Linked DNA regions of Mus musculus: region 2 is linked to region 1. Evidence: chromatin contacts called from public Hi-C data. All regions are on one chromosome and are shown on one strand. Each heading gives the region's core, a stretch centred on a gene start, on an enhancer-like site or on the middle of the called end of the contact. The rest is flanking DNA. Distances are from core to core; before and after follow the strand shown.

The links. Hi-C and Micro-C count contacts between places; a contact is called where the count stands out from the background.
Region 2: a Hi-C map of adipose-derived mesenchymal stem cells shows a contact between it and region 1, with 4 times the contacts expected there. The contact joins the promoter of Ptchd1 here to the enhancer-like site in region 1. A contact is called at or near these places in 8 of 39 promoter capture datasets (the 3T3-L1 cell line, the C10 cell line, the HPC-7 cell line and 3 more), 23 of 484 Hi-C or Micro-C datasets (the HPC-5 cell line, adipose-derived mesenchymal stem cells, bone marrow-derived macrophages and 12 more), 6 of 115 datasets of contacts at active chromatin or transcription factors (bone marrow-derived dendritic cells, bone marrow-derived macrophages, embryonic stem cells and 2 more) and 1 of 9 other capture datasets (embryonic stem cells).

Annotation. Positions count from the first base shown.
Region 1 is chrX:155,376,280-155,381,360 of GRCm38.p6, forward strand. The region is part of intron 2 of Gm39545 (a long non-coding RNA gene); the gene reads left to right. Among named protein-coding and RNA genes, the nearest start is that of Gm39545, 24 kb to the left of the region's middle. Within about 2 kb of position 1,957, at least 6 of the 459 cell types and tissues checked have an H3K27ac peak or open chromatin away from gene starts, as enhancers often do. A contact at or near this core is called in adipose-derived mesenchymal stem cells, where this site is marked.
Region 2 is chrX:155,620,414-155,625,494 of GRCm38.p6, forward strand. Ptchd1 (patched domain containing 1) reads right to left here and starts at 2,914. Exons shown (of 3, transcript NM_001093750.1): 1 at 2,547-2,914. The coding sequence starts at 2,897. Gm15155 (a long non-coding RNA gene) reads left to right here and starts at 4,123. Exons shown (of 4, transcript XR_387096.4): 1 at 4,123-4,502.

The sequences.
Region 1 (5,081 bases), core at 707-3,206:
TATTGAGATACCATATCTGTATCTTGCATTGGCCCCAAGTAGACCTTCTTCACATAGATACTAGAGTGATACACTAGCTTCTACAAAGAACAATAATGTGGGGTCTCCATCCTCAAGGTCCGAGTCAGGGACAATAGCCTGTATCACAGTATAAAACTCGGGCTTAGATGTCAGAGAGATGGCTCAATATTTAAAAGCCCCAGCTGCAAGCAAGGCATGGTGGCACACAGCTTTAATCTCAGCACTTGCCTGATCTACACAGTGAGTTTCAGAATAGCCAGAACTACACAGAGAAATCTTGTCTTAAAACAAAACAAAACAAAACAAAACAAAAACAAAAACAAAAAATAAAATAAAATAAAGTAAAGCACTGGCTGCTCTTCCAGAGGACTCAGATTCAATTCCTTGTACTCACATGGCAGCTCACAACAGTCTGTAACTACGGTCCCCGAGGATCTGGCTCCCTCTTCTGGCATTTGTTGGTATTGCATGCACAGACATACAGGCAAAACACCAATATACATAAAGCAAAAATAAATAAATCTTAAAACCAAAAACAAAACCAAACCAAAACAAAAAAACTTTCAGGATCAAAATGAAATTCCAAGCTTAAGAGTACTTTCACTCAGTACTATGGATGGTTGAACTGGTCATTAAGTTCACATACATGTATCTTTGGTTTCATTCACAGCTTACAAAAACACAAGTGATGGAGAGCACAGATACTGGGTGTATTAGTTCTTCAGGATTCTCTAGAGCAGTGATTCTCAACCCTCCCAATGTTGTGACCCTTTAATATAGTTCCTCATGTTATGGTGAACCCCAAACATAAAATTATTTTCTTTGCTACTTCACAACTCTAATTTTGCTAGTCATGAATCATAATGTAAATATGTGTTTTCCGGTAGTCTTTGGTGACCCTTATGAAAGGGTTATTCAAATTCCCAAGGAGGTCACGACCCACAGATTGAGTACCACTGCTCTAGAGGAGAAGGACTGATAGAATGAACCTATAATAAAAGCGGCTATATTAAAGCGACAGCAACATACGGGCTGTGGTCTGGATAGTCAAACAATTGCTGCCTCCCAATACAAGGGTTAAGAATACAATAGTTATTAAGTTCATGAGGCTGGATGTCTCAGATGGTCTTTGGTCTATGTTGGAGGTTCTAAATACCAGGGAAGAAACGCCTCACCTGCAGGATAGATGTCCTTGCCAGAGAGAATGAAGGAAAGCATGCAAAATTGAAAAGCTGCCTTTTTTCATGTCCTTTCATTTTAGCTGCCACCAGATGCATGGTTCAGATTTATGCTGGTTCTTCTGCTCTCAAATGATCCAGATTTAGGGTGGTTTTTCCTACCTCAAATAATCCAGTCAAGAAAAATCTCACACAGGTGTGTCCTGATGTTTGGGTTTTAGTTATTTCCAGATGTAGTCAAGTTGACAACAAAGATTAGCCATCACACTAAATCACCTGTTTGTTGAGTCAAAAATGAGCCCTAGGATTTCTGGGTAAGCACCACAGTGTCTCCATTCTGCATAGCTGCACTACTATTTTACCAATGGCATTACAATACCTAGAGTAGATCTTTGGATTCTCTTAATCCAAATTCAGAGTAGCCATGAGAGGCTCCCTTGAGTCTATCACTGGCTCCAGGGGACTGAGTTCTGAAGTGCTAGAAGTCTCTTTCATTCTCATCTAAGAACCAGGTCCCATTTTGGATATAATAGTCCAGGACTAATCTCTATGTTTTTGTTTTTGCTTTTACTGTTGTTGTTTTTGGTGCTAGGGACTAAATCCAGGGCTTCACATATAAAAGGCAAGCTCTACCAGAACTATATCTTCAGTCTCTGTCTCTATCTTTTGTCTCATGTGACTCAAACATGACTGGGCAAAAAGGATCTGCATGCTACATTGTTGTCAGGATACAGGATGAGAGGTCTGACTCATGACACATCATTTGTGGAAAAACCAAAGCAGGAAAGAATTAGAATGAGCAATGATGGCCAAAATAAGCCTCTGACTTTATAGAGGTCATAATCTCATGGGAAAAAGCTATCACTAGAAATGGTTTGTTCGGAGCTGGAGAGATGGTTTAGGGGTTAAGAGCATGTATCAATATTCCAGAGGACCTGAGTTCCATTCACAGCACCCATGTCAGGCAGCTCACAACCACTTGTGATTCCAGCTCCAGGAGATCTAAGTCTGGCCTGTTCAGATACCCACAAACACATGTGGTGGCATACATTCACATAGGCACACAAACACACACACACACACACACACACACACACACACACACACTATTAAAAATAAATGTAAAATAAAACAAGAAAGAAATGGCTTGTGTTAGTGTAGAATGAACCAACTTAAATTTATATTTATTTATTGTGTAATATTCAATTTAAAGAATAATATTTATTTAACTTATAGTTCTCGTGAGAAAAAAAATTTGCTAATACACTTGATGCTTTGTGTCCTCCCTGAGTTTTGGTAAAATTACCTTTGCTCTTTATTATTTTTCTCATGTATGTATCTCTTTTTAAACAATACAGGGATTGATTTTGTGTAGTTTTACTGCATCTATTCTGCTTGTTGTTCAATTGACTTCTTTAATTTGAAGATGTATTGTTTTAATAAAATTTGGAAATTTTGAAAAAAAAAAGGTGAGGGGATTCTGGGCTATGTGTGGTGTCATCCTAGCACTTGGAAGGTGGAGACAGAAAGATGGTTGCAAATTTAAGGCCAGCCTGTGTTACGCAATGAATTATAAACCAGCCTGGATTATTGAGTGAGAATCTGTCTCAAAATGAAACGAAATGAAATGAAATGAAATGAAACGAAACCAAACGAAACGAAACGAAACGAAAGCAAAGCAAAGCAAAGCAAAGCAAAGCAAAGCAAAGCAAAGCAAAGCAAAGCAAAGCAAAGCAAAGCAAAGCAAAGCTCTAGGCTGGGAAGATAGCGCAGATACTACACTCACTTGCCTAATATGTGCAGGGTTCTGGGTGTGATCCCCACTACTGAAGTAAAAGCACAAACTAAGGAAACAAACATACTCCTTTTAGCCTTCTGGCCTAGTAAAATGTAGTTGACCTCTCTGAGACTCAGAATATATGTAAAAATGGGAGAATAATACCTTCCTGGTATTATAAAATTGATAAGATGTTAAAATAAATGTGATATCTTGACTGTAGATAGGATTTATGGGATTATTTCTAATGAGTATGGCACAACTAGTGTTTTTCCCCCCCTGAGGCTAGAATATAAATGAGGATAGTTTCTCTGTGGCTTTTACTTGAATTAGTCATCCTATAAGACATTATCTATGAAGTCATGAAGATATTCTAGCAGGTTCTATAGAGGTTCCTGGGGAACAAATATGAAGTTTCCCCGAACTTACCAGCATGTCCAGTCAATTCAGATGGCTATATCCTTGGTTGATGACCCAATTCCACCCACATGGGATACCACACACCAGCTTTAGCTGTTTCTGGATGAATTATCTGTTCAAATTGTGAGTTTTGTAAGTATTTATTGTTTTATTTTTAAGTTCTCATTTAAAGATTGTATAGGCATATATCATTAATCACACATAACAATGGATGCAACTGCATCATTTTCATGTTTTTATGTAACATATTTTGATTACACTTGTCTGGTTTGGTTTTATGTTCACTTGACACAAGCTAGAGTCATTTGGTAAGAGGAAACTTCAACTGAAAAAATGCCTCCATTAGAATGGCTTGTAGGCAAGTCTGTGGGGGTACTGTTTTGACTAATGATTGATGTGGGAGGGCCCAGACCACTGTGGGTGGTGCTACCCTTAAAAGTTTGCCCTAAGTTGTATAATAAATCAGGCTGTGCAAGCCATGAGGAGCAAGCCAACAAGCAGTTCTCTTCCATGGCCTCTGCTTCTGTTCCTACCTCCAGGTTCCTGGTTTGGATTCCTACCCTGACTTCCCTTGGTGATGATGAGTGGCTTGAAAATTGTAAACTGAAATAAACTCTTCTTTCTCTTATTTACTTTTGATCAAAACTCCAACAAAGACAGCACTTAGCTCTGTTACTCTCTCTTATTGCCTTCTGCCATGCCTCCCCATCAAAACTGTAACCCATTCTTAGTTCTCTGGAGTAGCATTCCCAGATTAACCGTTTCTTCTATAAGTTGCCTTGGTCAACATGTTTTTGCACAGTAACAGAAAAGTAACACTGTGACCTCATTCAATTTGCTTTTTCCAGTTCCTTCATTTACCTACAAATTTTATTTTTCTTTACATGTGAGTGACATTGTATATATAAACCACATTTTCATTGTGTATTTCTCAGTATATGGACATCTAGATTGATTCTATTTCATAGCTATTGTGAATAGGGCATCAGTGAACATGGTGCAAGTATTTCCAAAGTACGATATAAAGTCTTTTGCATATAACCTAGGAGTGTTTTAGTTAGGTCACATGGCATATCTATTTCTAGCGTTTTGAGAAACTGCCAGACTAGTTTCCAGAGTAGCTGTACTAGTTTACAGTGTATAAGGGTTCCCATTCTCTACATTCACATCAGTGCTTACTACTACTTGTATTCCTGATGATAGTCACTCTAACTAGAGTGAGATGGAATGTTAACATAGTTTTAACATATATTTTCTTGATCGCTAAGGATGTTGGATACTTAAAAAAAAGGTGTTTACTAGACATATGTATGTCTTCTTTTGAGAAGGACTTTCTGTTCATTTCCACAGCACATTTTTAACAGGGTTGTTTGATTCCTTGGCATTTAGTTTCTTTCAGTTCTTTGCCTATTCTAGACACGAAACATCTCTTAGATGGATAGCTAGTTGACAAAGATTTTCTCCCATTCTGTGGGCTGCCTCTTCATAGACCATTTTCTTTTCTTTTTAAAAAATTTTTTATTAGTTTCTTCAATTACATTTCAAATGCTATCCCAAAAGCCAACTATAATGTCCCCCCGCCCTGCTCCCCTACCCACCCACTCCCACATCTTGGCCCTGGCATTCCCCTGTACTGGGGCATATAAAGTTTGCAAGAACAAGGGGCCTCTCTTCCCAATGGTGGC
Region 2 (5,081 bases), core at 1,664-4,163, 250 kb after region 1:
CTCTGCTCAAGCTCTGCCCACTCATTTAACTTCAAATGAGATGCTATAAAATACCCAGGGGCTTTTAGTTGTAGTGTATAATGTTAAAAATCTGTAGTGTTGTCCTTGGTGCTAATAACAAAGTATTAGAATCACACTAGTAGTGGCAGTAACAGTAAGAATTTCATTCCCAATATCTTTTGCAAAGGACAAGTCATAATGTCTCTAAATGGAAAGGGGGGGGGAGCTCACTCCCACACTTTACATTACCATGACTACTGAAGAACCATTTTTTTTTCTATCCCCCTGCTCCTTACCTAACAAATCTAGGGGGTGAGTTGAGTGTATAAAGAATAAAATGGATACCCAATTTATAGATCAAAGGCATTTCCTATGTTTCATAAGTATGCATCACTATAAACTATAAACTATATGCACTGATTGAATAGAGAGCTGTCACTTCGAAATGATTTTCTGACCACTATTTGACTTTGATTTGTTTTTACCCATATACCCAAACCATGAAAAATCATCCCATTTTTTTTTGAAACAGTCCACTGACTTCAAGACTGTCCTTTGACATGTAGGCAGAGCCAGCTTCTTTCTCTCCAGTCCCAGCCTTTTTATAATATGCCCTCCCTTTTTTGTCTTGGACTGATTAAAACCAAACAGAAAAGAACATAATTGCAAAAATATCTGATTTGCCTGTTGATGTCTCATTAACCTTGACAGTGAATGTAACTAGTGACTGCCTGTCACAGTGGCATGATGGTGTGTTAGAGAGGGAGAAAAAAAGCCAATGGAAACATCTCAGAGGGAAAAATCCATGGATAAACAACTTAGTAGATCATCTACAAAACATGAAGCATTTCCAAATGCCCAGACTTGCTCCATTATACTTTCCTTAAGCCTGTGACAGTTCAACTACACACATTCTTGATAAAGCATTTCTAACAGTATTTATTTATCTGTATCTCAATAGATGCTCTGAAGTTTTGGGGGTGAAAACCCACTTTGATGTTGAAAAACAACCTCAGGGGGTGGGGTGGGGAGCATTTCAAGACTAATGTTGATAAGGTTCTGCCATAAGTGAATATGTCTAGTGATTTGTGTGCCGTTAAAAAAAAAATACCACAAGCCACTCAATGTGAAAATGTTCTAATTCCAGTCAGTCCCCAGCCAGATTCCTCCTTTACTAATTGCTGGTGGATAGTATGTCAACAAACAGAGAGGGAAACAATAGAGGAAAACGAGCTTCTATCTAGGGACACAGGGTTACCTGGAGAGGAAGAGACAGAGTAAAGAATTTCCCAGGTTCTCTAGTAGATTCCCTTTGGGAAAAGGAGGAATCTAACCTTCCACCAGACCCAGAGACCCCACAGGAAATCAGCACTTTCCATTTCTTCAGCATCTCAGCTGGGACTGGGTCCTGCCCCACCCCCTCCCCAGCAGAAGCTGAAGTAAACAAACCCCATAGTCTCCACCTAGATTCACTCTCCCTTTTCATTTATTTTTTCTTTTTTTTTTTTTCCTCCTATGATCTCTTCACTTTTCCATTTCCAGTCCTCACTCCTTGGCTTTTCTTAGGAACTTCTTGAAAGTTATCACCTTTAACCTCACTTTTCACAGCAAATTCCCACCTCGGGCTGATGGCACAAGTGGGCAAGTGGTTTCTGTTCTGTGTTCCTGAGATCTTCTTGGGGTCACATCCTGGCTCCTAATCTCCGGGCTTTGGATCTGCCCTTCAACCACGCGTTCAAAAAAAGAAAAAAAGAAAAAAGAAAAAAAAAGAAACAATAAAAGTATATCAACCTGTTCTGTCTTTCCCCAAAGAAGTTGCGTTTAAGTGGATTGAAAGTACTGTGAAAGATGAAATAACTGTGAGTTACAAGCACCATTTCCTACTCTCAAACACAGACATGGCTACCTTGATCCTGGAAGAGTGGTCTGGTGGCCGCCCCGGTCCTCATCAGGAACCGCACTTTGGTTGGGGGTGGGTGGGTGTTATTTTCCTCACCATGCCAACTCACAGTCCTCTGTCCCTTACCTACTACCCACAGCAACCTATCCAAAAACAATTCGGGTGCAGCGACTAGAGGAAAAGAGAAGAAAAAAAACGGGAACAGAGAATGGTGTCTTTGAACCTCACCTCCCTCCTCCTGAATAGTATTCTATTCTCAAGTAGCGGGACTTTCTTGAATGTATTCTCTTGTTCCGCTTCTTCTTGGCCCAGTTAACCTAAAGCCTCCCTGCCCCCAAGCCCACTGCGACCAAAACAAGCGCACTAAAGCACCGTAGTCGCCGCCGCCCCAACTGTTGCAGCAGCTGCGGGGTTACGGCAGAGGCGGGGAGGGCAGGGCCCAGCCAGGACCCGGACCTGAACGTTTCCTGCCTCCGAGACTCTGAGACTCTAGGTTGCTGCCTAGGGGCGCGCAGTGCAGAGGAGCCCCCGTGGGAGCCACTGCCCGGGACACTAGAGGTGGCTTCTGAGCCGGGACCCCGCGCGGAACCAGCACAGCCAGAGCAGCCGCGGCGCCAGGGGCTGCCAGAACCCGCCCTGGTCTCACCTTTAAGATCAGGTCCGTGTGATGTTGGTCTAGCATGTTGGCTTTCTGGTAGGAGGTGACAATGACCCGGCCGTAGCGCCCAGGGGTCTGCAGGTCCGAGTAGAGCCGGTGCTTGGAGCGGTTGACCGGGAAGAGGCTGTTGACTAGGTTGCGCTCGATCTTGGCTAGGCTGTGCTGGGGCGCCAGCAGGTGCTCCACGCTCTCTTCGACCTGGTAGCGGCTGAAGCTGGCGCCGAGCAGGATGGAGATGAGCACCGGCGCCGAAGCAAAGAAGACCGGGTGACTGGCAATGAAGTGGCCAAGCCGGGAGAAACACGTCCTCAAGCCCCTGTGCAGAACCTGCCGCAGCATCCTAGAGCAGAGCGGGCGCGGGAGGAGGGCGAGGCGCACGCTCGGCGCGGGCTCGGGCGACGGCGGCGGCGGCGGCGGCGGTGGTGGTGGTGGTGGTGGTGGCGCCCGCAGCGGCGGCGGCGACGGCGGCGGCGGCGGAGGCAAGACCCTGAGCTCTCCTGGAGCCGCGGCACCACCATCGGGGAGTCCCGCGCCGCGCCTCGGGAGGGACCCCTCCGGCTGGAGACACGCCCTCCTGCCCGCTGCCGCGCCTGCCCGGAGAGCCCCCCAGCTTGGCGGCCTCCGCGCCGCCCCCACCCCGCCCTACCCGGGGCGACCTCCCCACCCCCCGCCGGCTCCCAGCCTGGGGGGCGACACGCGACACTGCCGCGTTCCCGCTCAGAGCGGGCGGGGCTGGGAGCGGCCCCCGCGGCTCCTCATGACCCCACTCACCGGATCCCCGAAGCCAACGACGGGATGGCGCGGAGAGCGGTGGTGGTGGTGGCGCTAGCGCCAGAAGACTCTGCGCGCCAGCCTGGAACACGAGGACAGAGAATTCCAGGCTACACCCAGTCCCCTCCTCTCAGTGTACTCCCCCTCCCTCAGCTTGGCCGGCCAAGCGGGCTCACCCCCTTCCCCTTCCCCTGGCCTCCTCTGGGGAGACTCAGAGATAAATAAAGAGATGTCCCGGATTTTTCAAACAAAATAAAGTATAAGAGTTCTCCCGTTAGGGGGTAGGGTGGGGGTGTCGGGCAGACCCGCTTTGAGCCAAGTCTCTTCAGACGCGGAAAGACGCAGGCTGAAGACTGCGTGCGCCCCGGCTCTTGCCAGGCTCAGGTGGTGGCGCGCACTGGCTATTACCGAGAGGGGGTGGGGAACCGAGACGCTCGAGCATGGAAATCACGCCTCCTCCCAAGTAAGAGCCTTTTAAGATCTCCCCAACACTGCAGCTCCAGGGGCACCACAGGGGACCTGTGTGCATTTGGAGGCTGTCCACCCCAAATGTGTTCTAGGACAATCTTCCTCCCAAGTCCCAATTTTAGGGTCGCTCCAGAGTGGATTGAACTGGGCAGTGGTGCAATCCCTTCACCACTCTCTCCACCCTGTCCCCCAATAAGAAAAGTGCTGATAATGACACTCGGTCAGTCCATGGAACTGTCTGTCTCCAGGCTCCTCTTTTCCCTCCCTGCCTTTTTTTTCCTCCTCCTTCTCCTCCTCCTCTCTCTGTCGTCATTGGCAGGTCTGGGGGATCTGGTGCGGTGGAGCTGGTGCGGGCCCCCCTGCGGGTGTAGACTGGGAAATGCTGGTCGGGGAGTCAGTACTTAACCCCCTTCTCTCACTCCACCTGCTCCTCCTCCACGCGCGACAGTGTGCGAGTACGGGGACCCTTATATCAGAACAAGAGATGTACTGGTCTCTGAGTATGTCGAGCCGCAGGGGGCGCGGGGGAGCCAGAGGGGCTCTGAAGGCTTGGCAAAGTTGGGCTTGTGCGTGTGTGCGCCAGCCATAGCTAGCAGGCAGCCACTGTGGTTCCCCCTCGCACTTCCCCTCGGGAGATTTCCCGAGAAGGCGGACGCTGGCTTCGGCCTGGGACAGACCTGCGGCGGCGGGAACGGCCACGCACAGGTACAATTTAGCGCGTTTATTTGCGCGCTCCGAGCCCCGGGGTCCGTCCATTGGAATGCAGACAGAGTGGGATCCACGGAGTCTGGGTCACTGATGCTCCCCGTCCTGCCAGGTTGGGGTGGGAACCAGAGCACAAAGAAGGGTCCTCAGGTTCACAGCTCCAACAGCTTAGTCAGCCCACTCCACACCGCTGGTCTGTTTGCTCGACCTCTAAGTACCAAGGGTCAAATGGGAAGTGGCTGTGGCAGTAGGAGCGGTCCCTTGAGTGTGCCACACAACTGAGCATGGACATGCATATTAATCAAAGCAGAAAGAAGAGGGAAGAGTGGGGGAGGAAGAGGAGGAGGAGGAGGAGGAGGAGGAGGAGGAGGAGGAGGAGGAGGAGGAGGAGGAGGAGGAGGAGGGAGTTAGGGAGAGATGCAGACTGAGCCAGAGATAGAGAGAGCCAGAGAGCCAGACACAGACACTTCAAGACAGCTCAGCAGGAGTGGGAAAAAGCACCTGAAAGAGGCATTTTCCTAAAATCCCTGTCCCCTAGACTCCCCAACACCCTCTACTTCTCAAACTGAACTTGAGAAC